2 separate regions of the Mus musculus genome follow, and region 1 is linked to region 2. Evidence: chromatin contacts called from public Hi-C data. All regions are on one chromosome and are shown on one strand. The core of a region is the stretch at or near the end of the contact, and the rest is flanking DNA. Distances in the headings are between cores, read along the strand shown.

What was found. A called contact is a pair of places that touch in the nucleus more often than the background predicts.
Region 1: a Hi-C map of neural stem cells shows a contact between it and region 2, with 3 times the contacts expected there. The contact joins two enhancer-like sites. A contact is called at or near these places in 10 of 484 Hi-C or Micro-C datasets (the N1E-115 cell line, adipose-derived mesenchymal stem cells, cerebral cortex and 7 more), 2 of 115 datasets of contacts at active chromatin or transcription factors (bone marrow-derived dendritic cells and double positive thymocytes) and 3 of 9 other capture datasets (adipose tissue, liver and pancreatic islet).

Annotation. Positions count from the first base shown.
Region 1 is chr4:82,931,224-82,936,840 of GRCm38.p6, reverse strand. Frem1 (Fras1 related extracellular matrix protein 1) reads left to right here. Exons shown (of 37, transcript NM_001198811.2): 26 at 668-869; 27 at 1,836-1,980. It overlaps Gm33260 (a long non-coding RNA gene), which reads right to left. Exons shown (of 3, transcript XR_390683.3): 2 at 4,755-4,857. Among named protein-coding and RNA genes, the nearest start is that of Gm33260, 10 kb to the right of the region's middle. Within about 2 kb of position 2,355, at least 58 of the 459 cell types and tissues checked have an H3K27ac peak or open chromatin away from gene starts, as enhancers often do. A contact at or near this core is called in neural stem cells, where this site is marked.
Region 2 is chr4:82,834,459-82,839,436 of GRCm38.p6, reverse strand. Zdhhc21 (zinc finger, DHHC domain containing 21) reads left to right here. Exons shown (of 9, transcript NM_026647.4): 5 at 1,050-1,161; 6 at 3,853-3,991. Among named protein-coding and RNA genes, the nearest start is that of Zdhhc21, 23 kb to the left of the region's middle. Within about 2 kb of position 3,631, at least 4 of the 459 cell types and tissues checked have an H3K27ac peak or open chromatin away from gene starts, as enhancers often do. A contact at or near this core is called in neural stem cells, where this site is marked.

The DNA.
Region 1 (5,617 bases), core at 1,106-3,605, 99 kb before region 2:
CTGGCTAGCCAGCTTGCCCCAGGGATATCATCTCTGACACAGCCTTACCCAATCCACCACCCTTAAGTATCTAGTCCACTTATTGAGTCTGGTGGTCTTCAGCCTTAGTGGAACAATATACAGGCTAAAGATAATCACTTGCATAATTTTTATAGTGAACTATTTCAGCTTTTCTTCTCAACACTTTGGCATTTGGGCAAAGGCATGTGGGAAAGGTCTTTGGCATTTGTAAAAACCTAGGATTCTGTTTATGTAGTTCATTAAACACAGCAAATCTTTCCGTGGTGCTGACGTTAAATTTGCCATGTAATTTTGGGGTCATTTTTAGTGTTTTCCTTGTGCTTCTGTCATGGTTCATGCATAGTGCTGTGTGCAAGAATGGGCATTGGGTGGGAAGGTGTGGTATGTCCCTTCATAAAGCTAATATTGTAAGGAAATTCAGACAGGGGACATCATAAAGCTGGGTGGAGGTTTGTGATGGAAAGGAAACCTTGGCCCTTGTCTCTGTATTTGTTAGGATAGGGTGAACAAGACAGGCTTCGGCAGAAATCAACAGATAAGGACTCCAAGCGATCTCTGGGTTGAGGAGTTCACTATTGTTGAGCCAGGAAAGCCCTGTGTAGCATAGGGAGAGAAGTCCTTGTGTAACGCTACGTTGGTGATTCAGGTGGATCAGCTGGACAAGGCAGCGCCCCGTATCACACACTTGCACTCCCCTACTCAAGTGGGGCTCTTGAAAAATGGCTGCTATGGGATTTACATCACTTCCCGTGTGCTGAAGGCATCAGACCCTGACACAGAGGATGACCAGATCATCTTTAAGATTTTACGAGGCCCATTGTACGGACGTCTGGAGAACACAACAACAGGTACTTTCCATCTTTTTTGGGGGGGCGGGTGTACTTTCCATCTCAGTCCTTGTAAGTCCTCATTTTAAACTACTAGTTGCTGGCAGAGCTAAAGAGGAACTCAGGTAAGTGTAGGTAGGCCCGTTTGGTGAGTGCTCCCTAGGGCTTGCTGATAGACTCAGTTTATAAATCAATGTTGTTGCTAATAGGGGTTTGAAGCTGAATCTTCTAAATTCATCTTCATAAGGAGAAACAGCTCCTGACACACAGTAGCTGAACTCTTCACTGACTTGTTATTTTGTTTTATTTTCATGTTGTGTTTTATTCAGAACACAGTGCCAGGGTGAGATTGATATTTGAGATTAATTTCTTTCTCCTAGTATGAATCCCCAATTATATCATCTGCTTTTTTAAAAATATGGTTTTTCCCCTAATAGCTTTGCTAAATTTTATATTAGCTCTGCTTCAGGAAGGCAATGATCACAACAACTCATTAAACAGGATGGCAGAGGCGACAGGTTTTATTAACTCCCCATTCCCTTTCTCTTTAGTTTAGGATTATAAGGCAAGTATCTCCAAAGCAAAGCAAACTTAAAGAGGAATTTGAGTCAATCTTATTTGTATCTGAGCATGGGTGCAACAATGCTAATTTTCTTTAAATGGACTTTGGCTTTTTTTTCTCTCTCTTTAAAACAAGGTCTCAGGTAGCGGCTGGCCTCAAATTTGATATGTAGTAGAACACAGCCTTTAACTTTGGATCATCCTTTCTCTTTATTTCAAGTGTTAGCGTTCCAGGTGTATGCCTCCATACAGGGTTTTGGGTGTGTTCTATGCATGCTAGGCAAGTACTACCGCCTGAATAGAACCCCCAGCCCGGCACTCTATTCCTTAAATCTGTTTGAAACAAAACAGCTGTGTGGTTTTTTAATTCTCAAGTGATGTTTGATTTGATTATCCATGAGAGATCCATCTATTTCTTGCTTGTAGGTGAATTCATCCACGAGCGATTTAGCCAGAAGGACTTAAGCCATAAGACCATCCTTTACATCATAAACCCTTCTTTGCAAGTGACTTCCGATATCCTGGAATTTCAGGCCATGGACCCCACAGGGAACACTGCCACTCCCCAGAGGTAACTTTCCATTATTCACTGGCTCTGCATGTCACGTTTATCCGATTAAGAACGTGAAATAATCTTTTCCATACCAGGTCTTTCACTGTTTATAGGGTAAATGTTTACAGGGTAAACCTTTACAATTAATAGGGTAAATTGATGGACTATTTCATAGGCTCATGCAATTTATTTTGGAGAGGGGATTTCTGTTGTATCATTTCTAGATGATGGAGAAACCAGTAGTTCCCAGATTATAAAGGCACTAAAAGGCTCAGCAAACAGCACCCTTTTTATCACGGTTGTAAATGCATCGCCTTTCACACCCTGGGAAGTGACTGTTGGAGGCCTTTCAGGACTGAGCTCAAAGCCTGTGTGTGTTCGTATTGCAGCCAGAGGTCACTCTAGGACTGTGTTAGTCACGACTGGCTTCTGAGCCATGGTGGGTGGGGACGGAGGTGGGGGTGGGATGAAGTAGAAAGAAGCAGCCAAATATATTCTTTCTTACAAAAAAGAAAGAAAGAAAACACTTGCCTCTGTAAGTTAACAAGCCTTATAGGCAAGAAGAAGATAGTATAAACAAAAATAGAGTAGAGGGGATATTAAGTGATATTTATAAACACAAATATATATGATGTAGGATAGTGGCCATAACAAGAACAAATCTGTGATATTAACAAGATTAACAGAGCAGGATAATTTCAGTGACTGTGCCTCCTTCCCAGATGCTTCTGGATATAGACCTTGAATAATTTACTGGCTGACAGATGGTCACAATGAGGTCCATCCGTCCATTTCTCCTGCTGCATTCGTTTTCGTTATTTACTGCCTTTCCCAGACGCCTCAGAGAACATTTAATTCGTTCTAAATTTTGTGTTCACCATATCCAAGACATAAATAATAGCATAAACGAGCACAGCCCTACTATGCTCCCTCTATGTCGAATTGTGAACGGGAAGAGAAACTGAGAAAATGTTCTCAGGGCTGGATTTTCCGTGTCCTCATTCTGTAGTGTAGTTTCACCACTCGCCACCAGAGAGTGCTACAGCCATTGCTAGCAAACCCAGACATCCTGTCTCAGAAATGCGTTCTGATGCGGCTTCTTTTGCCTGTTCAAGTGCAGTCCCTCAGCCTGGTTTATTAAATAACCCCACAGACGATGTTGGTCCCGTGGTTACCATATGCCAGGCGCACAGCACTGGGTGTTAGGGATCAGGTACGAACAAGGAAGACCAGGTATCTGGACTTAAAATCCTGAAGCTATAAACACCCATTAAACTGCCTCTGCCTAAGGGAACTGATTCCTGGAGATCACGGGCTAAAGATTAGATAGCGATAACTTACCTTAAGAGAAAAGAAGAAGAAGGAGAAGGAGAAGAAGAAGAAGAAGAGAAGAAGAAGAAGAAGAAGAAGAAGAAGAAGAAGAAGAAGAAGAAGAAGAAGAAGAAGGAAGAAGGAAGAAGGAAGAAGGAAGAAGGAAGAAGGAAGAAGGAAGAGGAAGAGGAAGAAGAAGAAGAAGAAGAAGGAAAGAAAGGAAGAAAAGAAAAGAAAAGAAAAGACGTTATTTTCAAGAAAAATAGTTGACTACATTCTAAAACTGTTAACAAATTGACTTCACTCAGCCTTATAGTCGTTTAAAAATGGTTCTACTGAAATGCAGTGTTGCTCAGTTCTGCCCCTGAGTGAGTACAAACCTTTGGCCCTCCGCAAGCCAGCCAGCATGGTGTGAGTGACAGAATTTACCCCCAGCAATGATACTAGCTTTCGCCACACTTGAACCCTTTACAAGCCTTGTTGTTAGTCACAGTCGAGTCATTATCACGTGGTTAACAGCGCTATGGCTTCTGAGGAGACTGGTTGAGATTGGCATAGGCATCCTTGTACAGAGATCTCTTTCCATAGGCTCATGCTGGAGATGACGCTATCATCTGGAGATGGCTCAAACCCGTGAAGAAAGATGCCCGCGGACAGATAATTCAAAAATAACTCAGATTTGGGCCCAGCATCCTGTCTGTTACTTCCTTTTGAGGGGGCTCATGGAAGTAAACATTGCTCTGCGTTGTCTCGGTATTTGAGCGGAATAGTTGTGCCCAAGCAGACACGGATTTTGGTTTGGTTTTCTTTCCTGAAACTAAACACACATTTTTCTGATAACAAACAGGGTGCGGGTTTAGCCCGGAACACCTGAGTTTACTTCCCTATCCAACTCTTTTTTATTTTTTTTTAATTTAAATTTTTTTTTCCCAGAGTTGAGGATTGAACCCAGAGCCTTGCGCTTGCTAGGCAAATGCTTTATCACTGAGCTAAATCCCCAACATACACCCCCTGCCCCCGTATCCAACTCTTAAGAGCTGTCTTCTGAACACACACACGCACACGCACACTAAGGGGACAAGAGAGGGAGGCTTTAAAACAAATAAACAAACAAAATTCTAAATAGTGTTTTGTCGTCACAAAACAACCAGTCAGAGCCTACTTACACACACAATATGAACCATAGGCATTTAGAATTTCATGATTTTTAGCTCTACTTAATGTTATTTATTCACTAAAACCGTCATAATTTAGAACTTGCAGGCAAGGAAACAGAGGCACAGAGCTGGAGGAGGCTTACACACGCGTGCAGCTGGTTAGTATGGTAGCTGGGACTCGGCCCTTATTAGCCCATGTGGCCTGCCACCCTGCTCTGCCCCCTTCATCCTTCCTTAATGCTAGCTAAGCCTTTCTTTCCCAGTAGGTATTGGCCACCCAAGCTACAAGAGACATATTTTCCCATGAAGAACTTTAAGGCTTACCCGTTTTTGTGTGTGTGTGGAATCGTGAAAAGCAACTGTCAACGTTCGTGTGGTCTCCATATCTCCTTCCCGGGGGATATAGTGGGGATAATTATCCTTGGATCTGGAGTTGAACAGGCCTGCACTTAGTGATTGCTCACAACAGCTTTCTCATATGTACAATAGGGAACTATTATAGTTACTTTAGATAAATACATGAGGTCCCACAAATGGAAGCATCTTGGGGTCCTTACTACTAGTAGTAATTCCCCTGAGTATCTATGTTAATTCAATTGACCGTTTGAAGAAGTATCCTGAACCATTTGGTAGATGAAAGCCTATCTGTAATTAGATATTGATTTTAGGGTTATTCACAAAGCAAACAATCCATGTGGTTATTCGCAGTAAGCTAAACAGTGTGCTTTCTTTTTGTGCTTTCTGTGCATTCTTAGTTCTGAGGGATTGATAGATGCTCTATTTCATCAAACATAGGAAAGTTTGGTCTGGGTGAGATTAATCAAGTTAGCAGCAGCTAGCTAGTTGGTGAGTGTGTTTAAGTATATCATATCTAGAGGGCTTTGAACCTATTGAATTGTGAGCTAAATAAACATCTTTCTAAAGGTTAAAAAAAAAGTATATCATATCAAAATCCATCAAGCTGATCTTGTTATTGAGACTCTGTGAAAGGGCTCATTAAGTAGCTCACCTCACCTCAACAGGCCAGAGTCCCCCACCCCCGCCCTCCATGTTAGTGCAGGTGACAATTTGTCACAGAACGCATTCAGAAGACACTGCCATAAATAGAAGTTATTTTATAACACTGAAATCCATGGATGCTTGCCTCAAGATTTAGATTTGGCTAAGTGCCTAAATTCTAGGCAGCA
Region 2 (4,978 bases), core at 2,382-4,881:
CTTTTTAAAAGATTTAGAATGTTTTTGAAAAACCTGACTTTCGTATTTGTACACTCCTTTAGTACCACCACTGTGTGCAAGGACCATACTGTAATACTCCTTGTGCAGCTGCTATGTCTGTCCACCTACTGTGAGACTATGACAGTAGTGGAAGCACAAGGGCTGACATTTTAGAATGGTAAAATTTCACTTTAGAAACTGCAAAGAGTATGTATCTCATATAAGGAAGCAGTTACTTTATCTTGGAAGATGAATTAATAGTTTTTATGAACAATTCATGATGAAAACAGGTACCTATTCTCTTCTGCAAACCCTTAATTGCATTCTGTTTTCCTATAGCCCAGAGGCAGTTGCTAACTGGGTAATAGGCTGGAGCTGATTCTAGCAAGGGGTTGGCTGTGGCAGGACTAGTGGCAGTTCAAAGCCATCCTGGGCAACATAGTATCCAGACCCTGTGTCATAAAACCAAAACTCACTCAGCTGTTTATTTTCATTAAATACTAATGATTTTTCTATCCTTTGCTTCTTTGTTAGATGGATGCTTTCTAAACCCAGTCTGACCTCTAGCCTTTGTCTAAAACATACGCCCAAATTAATTACTATTAAAAATAAAATGCTCTAGGAAAATATAAGATTGGTTTCAGCTTATTTATTTACTAAAACTAAGACTCAGTATTCTTTCTTCTTTAGTTCTTTTAGATAATATAACTTGTATAAATTAATTAATTGATTTATATAAAATTCTTGTAATATTTTGGCTAGGCATAGAGTTTTATAAGATACCACATTCTCATGATGTTTTTTAGAACTGTGCTTTCTGTCACTTACTTTGAAACAATGGTATCTTATTTTTGTAGTGTTAAGATAGAAATTTATAAAACACGTAGAACATGCAGCAGTATTTATGGCAAAGGTGCTTGCTTATGTTGGAGACTCAGCAAAAAGAGAAATGTCACCCTGTGGAATTTAGTAGCAGTTGGTAAGTCTGAGCATCCCTCGCTCACTTGTGTGCCTCCTCGTAAGCGGATGTGTGTGCTCTCTCTCTGCAGAGCGGGAGCTGTGGGAGCTCTGCAACAAGTGCAACCTGATGAGGCCGAAGCGCTCCCACCACTGCAGCCGCTGCGGCCACTGCGTCAGGAGGATGGACCATCACTGTCCTTGGTAAGGAGATACTTGTCACCACACTCAAGAGCTGCGGCAGGAGGATTAGCTAAGGAAAAGACAGTGAGAACCTGTCAGCTTTAAGAAAAACTTACATTAAAATCACTCCATTAAACATTTTTGTAATAAAAATGATTCTTGCAAATCCCAGAGTAAACTATCCCTCACTTATCCCTGCTACCAAGAAAACACTTGAGCAAAAACTTTGAGCAGAATTACTACATACCCAACCACAGAAGGACTAAGGTGCTTATATCAATGAGGCTTGGAGGCAGAGTATTTGGCCCAAGGTCAGATGTGTGGAAGCACTTACCTCACAGCTGTTTTTCCTGTCGGGGAGAAAAGCCGCAATGTCCACTGCTGAGATTCCTCTTTTCTTACTCAGGAGAAGAACAACACTTTTCACATTCACTGATAACTCTCTTCTACTCATTATACCTTTTAGAGTGTTTTCTGTTGGATAGCAACATTTTGTACATGTTGGATATATATATATATGTAAGTGCTAATTAACTTTCTGTAGAACTGCCAATATTTTTGGTCAATAGGGGGCTCTGTTGTAATATTTAAAGTCATACTGTTAAAAAGTAGATCTAAAAAATGCTCTGAGAATCGATTGTATTTCATTTCAAAGCTGTCACAAAAAACTTTGAGCAAGGTATTATATTTAATTTTGCTTATTTAACATTGAATCTTGTTTAAATATTTAAATTGGTATAATAGAACTTTATAAATATATGTCCATATATATCTATTTATACATGCATGCATACAGGAAGTTAACTGTATAATAGCCTCCTTTAACCTACATCCATTTACCTGCAGTTGGCCAAGGAAGGCAGTTTTCCTTTGTTTAATGATGCTAGTCAATTTCACTTGCCTTATGTTTAACTCATTTTGATAGCATTGTTAATTAACAAACTTTTAGTTGAAATGTTTTTTTAACTATAAACTGTTTATTTACATAGATTTCCAGAGACTAGAAAAACAGACTAGCATTTTTAAATAAAAGCACTTTAGGTTTTCTAATTGTCTAAATATACTGTAAGATACTATATACTATGCCATACAGTGTTTAAAAAGTGTACCGTATTTTTAAACCTCAGTGGTATTTCCAGTCACAATAATAGCATATCAAAAATACTATGTGAAATCTTCAGGTAGTTAATTCTCACACTAAAAGCTCATAGTACTTTTTTTTTGTATTATTTTTCCTAATCAACTAAAAATATAATAAGCATTTATGGAATAGCTGGGTACTGCTGCTTCCTTACAAAAGAGTGCTATAATTAAAAAAAAAAATCATCCGGGCAGTGTGTCTGTTGGTATTAGTGATATTTGTTTAAGGTAAAGACTAGGTCATTGGTGAGGAAATGAAGCTGTCTTTAACTTTCAGTGTACTGTTGAGATATTTCTGTTCCTAGGCTTCAGTGTCTGGTTGAGGGTATTGGTGGGAGGTTAGCAAGGAAGGTGGCCTGCTCTAGATTTGGGGATTTCTGTGATTGAATTTTCTAGCAGAGTGCCGCTCAGATCCGAGTGAGGACAGTGCATGGTATTAATTTGAAGCAGAGGATTCTTACACTTTAACAAACTGCTACATTTTAACCATCTCAGCTTCAGCTCTGATCTGATGATCACTACGTCTGGTCTTTGTTTTGTCTCTGACTGTTCTTTCTAAATAGTTTAAATTCAGGCACCGCATACTAAGCAAGGGCTCTTCGCCTTTCAGGGTTAGATGCTGTTTCCGAGCAAGGACCTGTGCTGTGTTGTTCTGCACTAGAGGAGGGGAGGAGGATGCATAGCAACAACCGAGCAGAGTTTGAGGCTTAGGGGAGCCACTTCTCTTAAGAGTCTCTCTTTCAGGTTACAGGGCTTAGAGTTGACCTGTTTACCTAGTGTGTGCTCTGTAATCTCAGATAAACCTCTACAAGCATTCCAGCTCAGTTCTAGTTTTGATTTTTTTTAAAATAATGTAAAACAATATATCTTTAACAATTTAAGCTACGGATTGAACTTGCTATGTATATATATATGCATTCTCTCCTTTGGTGATAGTGTAGTCCTAGTTTAAAGGAAAACATATAATTCTGAGAAAAATAATTTTATATTAAAATTTAAATTAGATGGTACCTTAAAAATATACCCATTTTGTAAAATAGGATACTCATTTTAAATGGACCTTGATAATTTATGATTATATATTATCATTATTATAGTTAGACTTTACTGTTGTTTTCACAGATAGTACATGTAAGTGGTTTTGAATACATTTTTAGTTTCAGCAGACAAGGATAGATATTTCATAAAGTAAACATATAAAAATAAAATGGTGAGCCTCTCAGTTCTGTCCATGTAGCAAGTCTGAGTTGCTTTTCTCTGAAGTGTTTAAATTGCTCTCCTCTGCTAAAGTGCTGCAAGGAAGGGCAGGGTCCAGCCTTTGTCTCTTCTGAGTATCCTCAGGCCAGTGACCTAATCCACTATGCATCTTCTTGTGTCAGTTGGCACAGGGCACCGGGCTAATGTGAGCTGGAGTAATGTAGTCTCTAGCTGGCCTCCTTGGTAAAGGAGAAGGCATGTTAAAATGTGTATCTTTAAATAGCTGGAGTTGAGGTTTAGGTGAGACTTACCTTCATGATCCTGATGTGAGCATCTTACTAAACCTTCACTGTTTCTTTTTCATTTTCCCTTTAGGATAAACAATTGTGTGGGTGAAGACAACCATTGGCTCTTTCTGCAGTTGTGTTTCTACACTGAGCTGCTTACTTGCTACGCACTGATGTTTTCTTTCTGCCATTATTATTATTTTCTTCCACTAAAAAAGCGTAACTTGGTAAGACATGTTTATATCCACTAATGTTAGAGCAGCTGTGCCGTATGTGTGAACATGGTGGTTCCTGTGTGCGGCCGAGATAGCAGAGAGCCTCACACCAGTGAGCTTTACGGGACACTGGGCTCGAGAGAGCGCTCTGTTGCTCTTTTTAGACAAGTCTCTTTATGACTATTTGTGTTGAGTAGATTTCTTCAGAAGACAAAATATGAGCTCTTTCAGTATATGAGTCTTGGTTTAAAAATAATATAAAATAATGAAAACAAAGGAAAAGTATAAAAATCATGGGCTTTCTTTTTAAAATAAAATCAGACAGGTTTATTTATTTATTTTACTATTTAAAAAAAATTTATACAATTTATTTTGCATATTCTTTCTTCTCCTTCCACTTCTCCCAGATTCTTCCCACCAAAATTCATCTTCCTCTCCTCTCCTGTCTCTCTGTCTCTCTCTCGAAAAACAAAAGCAAAACACTAGGCCAACGAAAACCAAAGTCAAAAATCACCAAACGATAACCACAAAAGAGGGCATAAAGCATGGAGCCTGTGGCGTGTTGCTCATGCTAGGTCTGCCCGGGAGTGCGGGAATTAGTGATATTTTTAAGGTTCTCAGAGAATAGTTAGCATTTGAGAAGAAGACTCTTTGTTTCTGTATTTTAAGCCTAGATCTTGGCCTAAGGTAGTCGTGAACTCTCTGCCTTCCTGCTCATTTCTCCTGAGTGCTGAGATTATAGGCCTGTGCCACCATATCTGGCCTTCTGCTTCCAGCTCTCCCTAGCGGAAAGATGAGTTTGTAGAATGTTCTAGAGCAGCGGTTCTCAACTTCCTAATGACAATCCTTAATACATTTTCTCTTGTGGTGACCCCCAAGTATAAATTGATTTTTGTTGCAACTTCATGACTGTAATTTTGCTACTCTTATGAATCATAATGTAAATATCTGTGTTTTATGATGGTCTTTGGTGGCCCTCATGGAAAGAGTGTTTGCCCA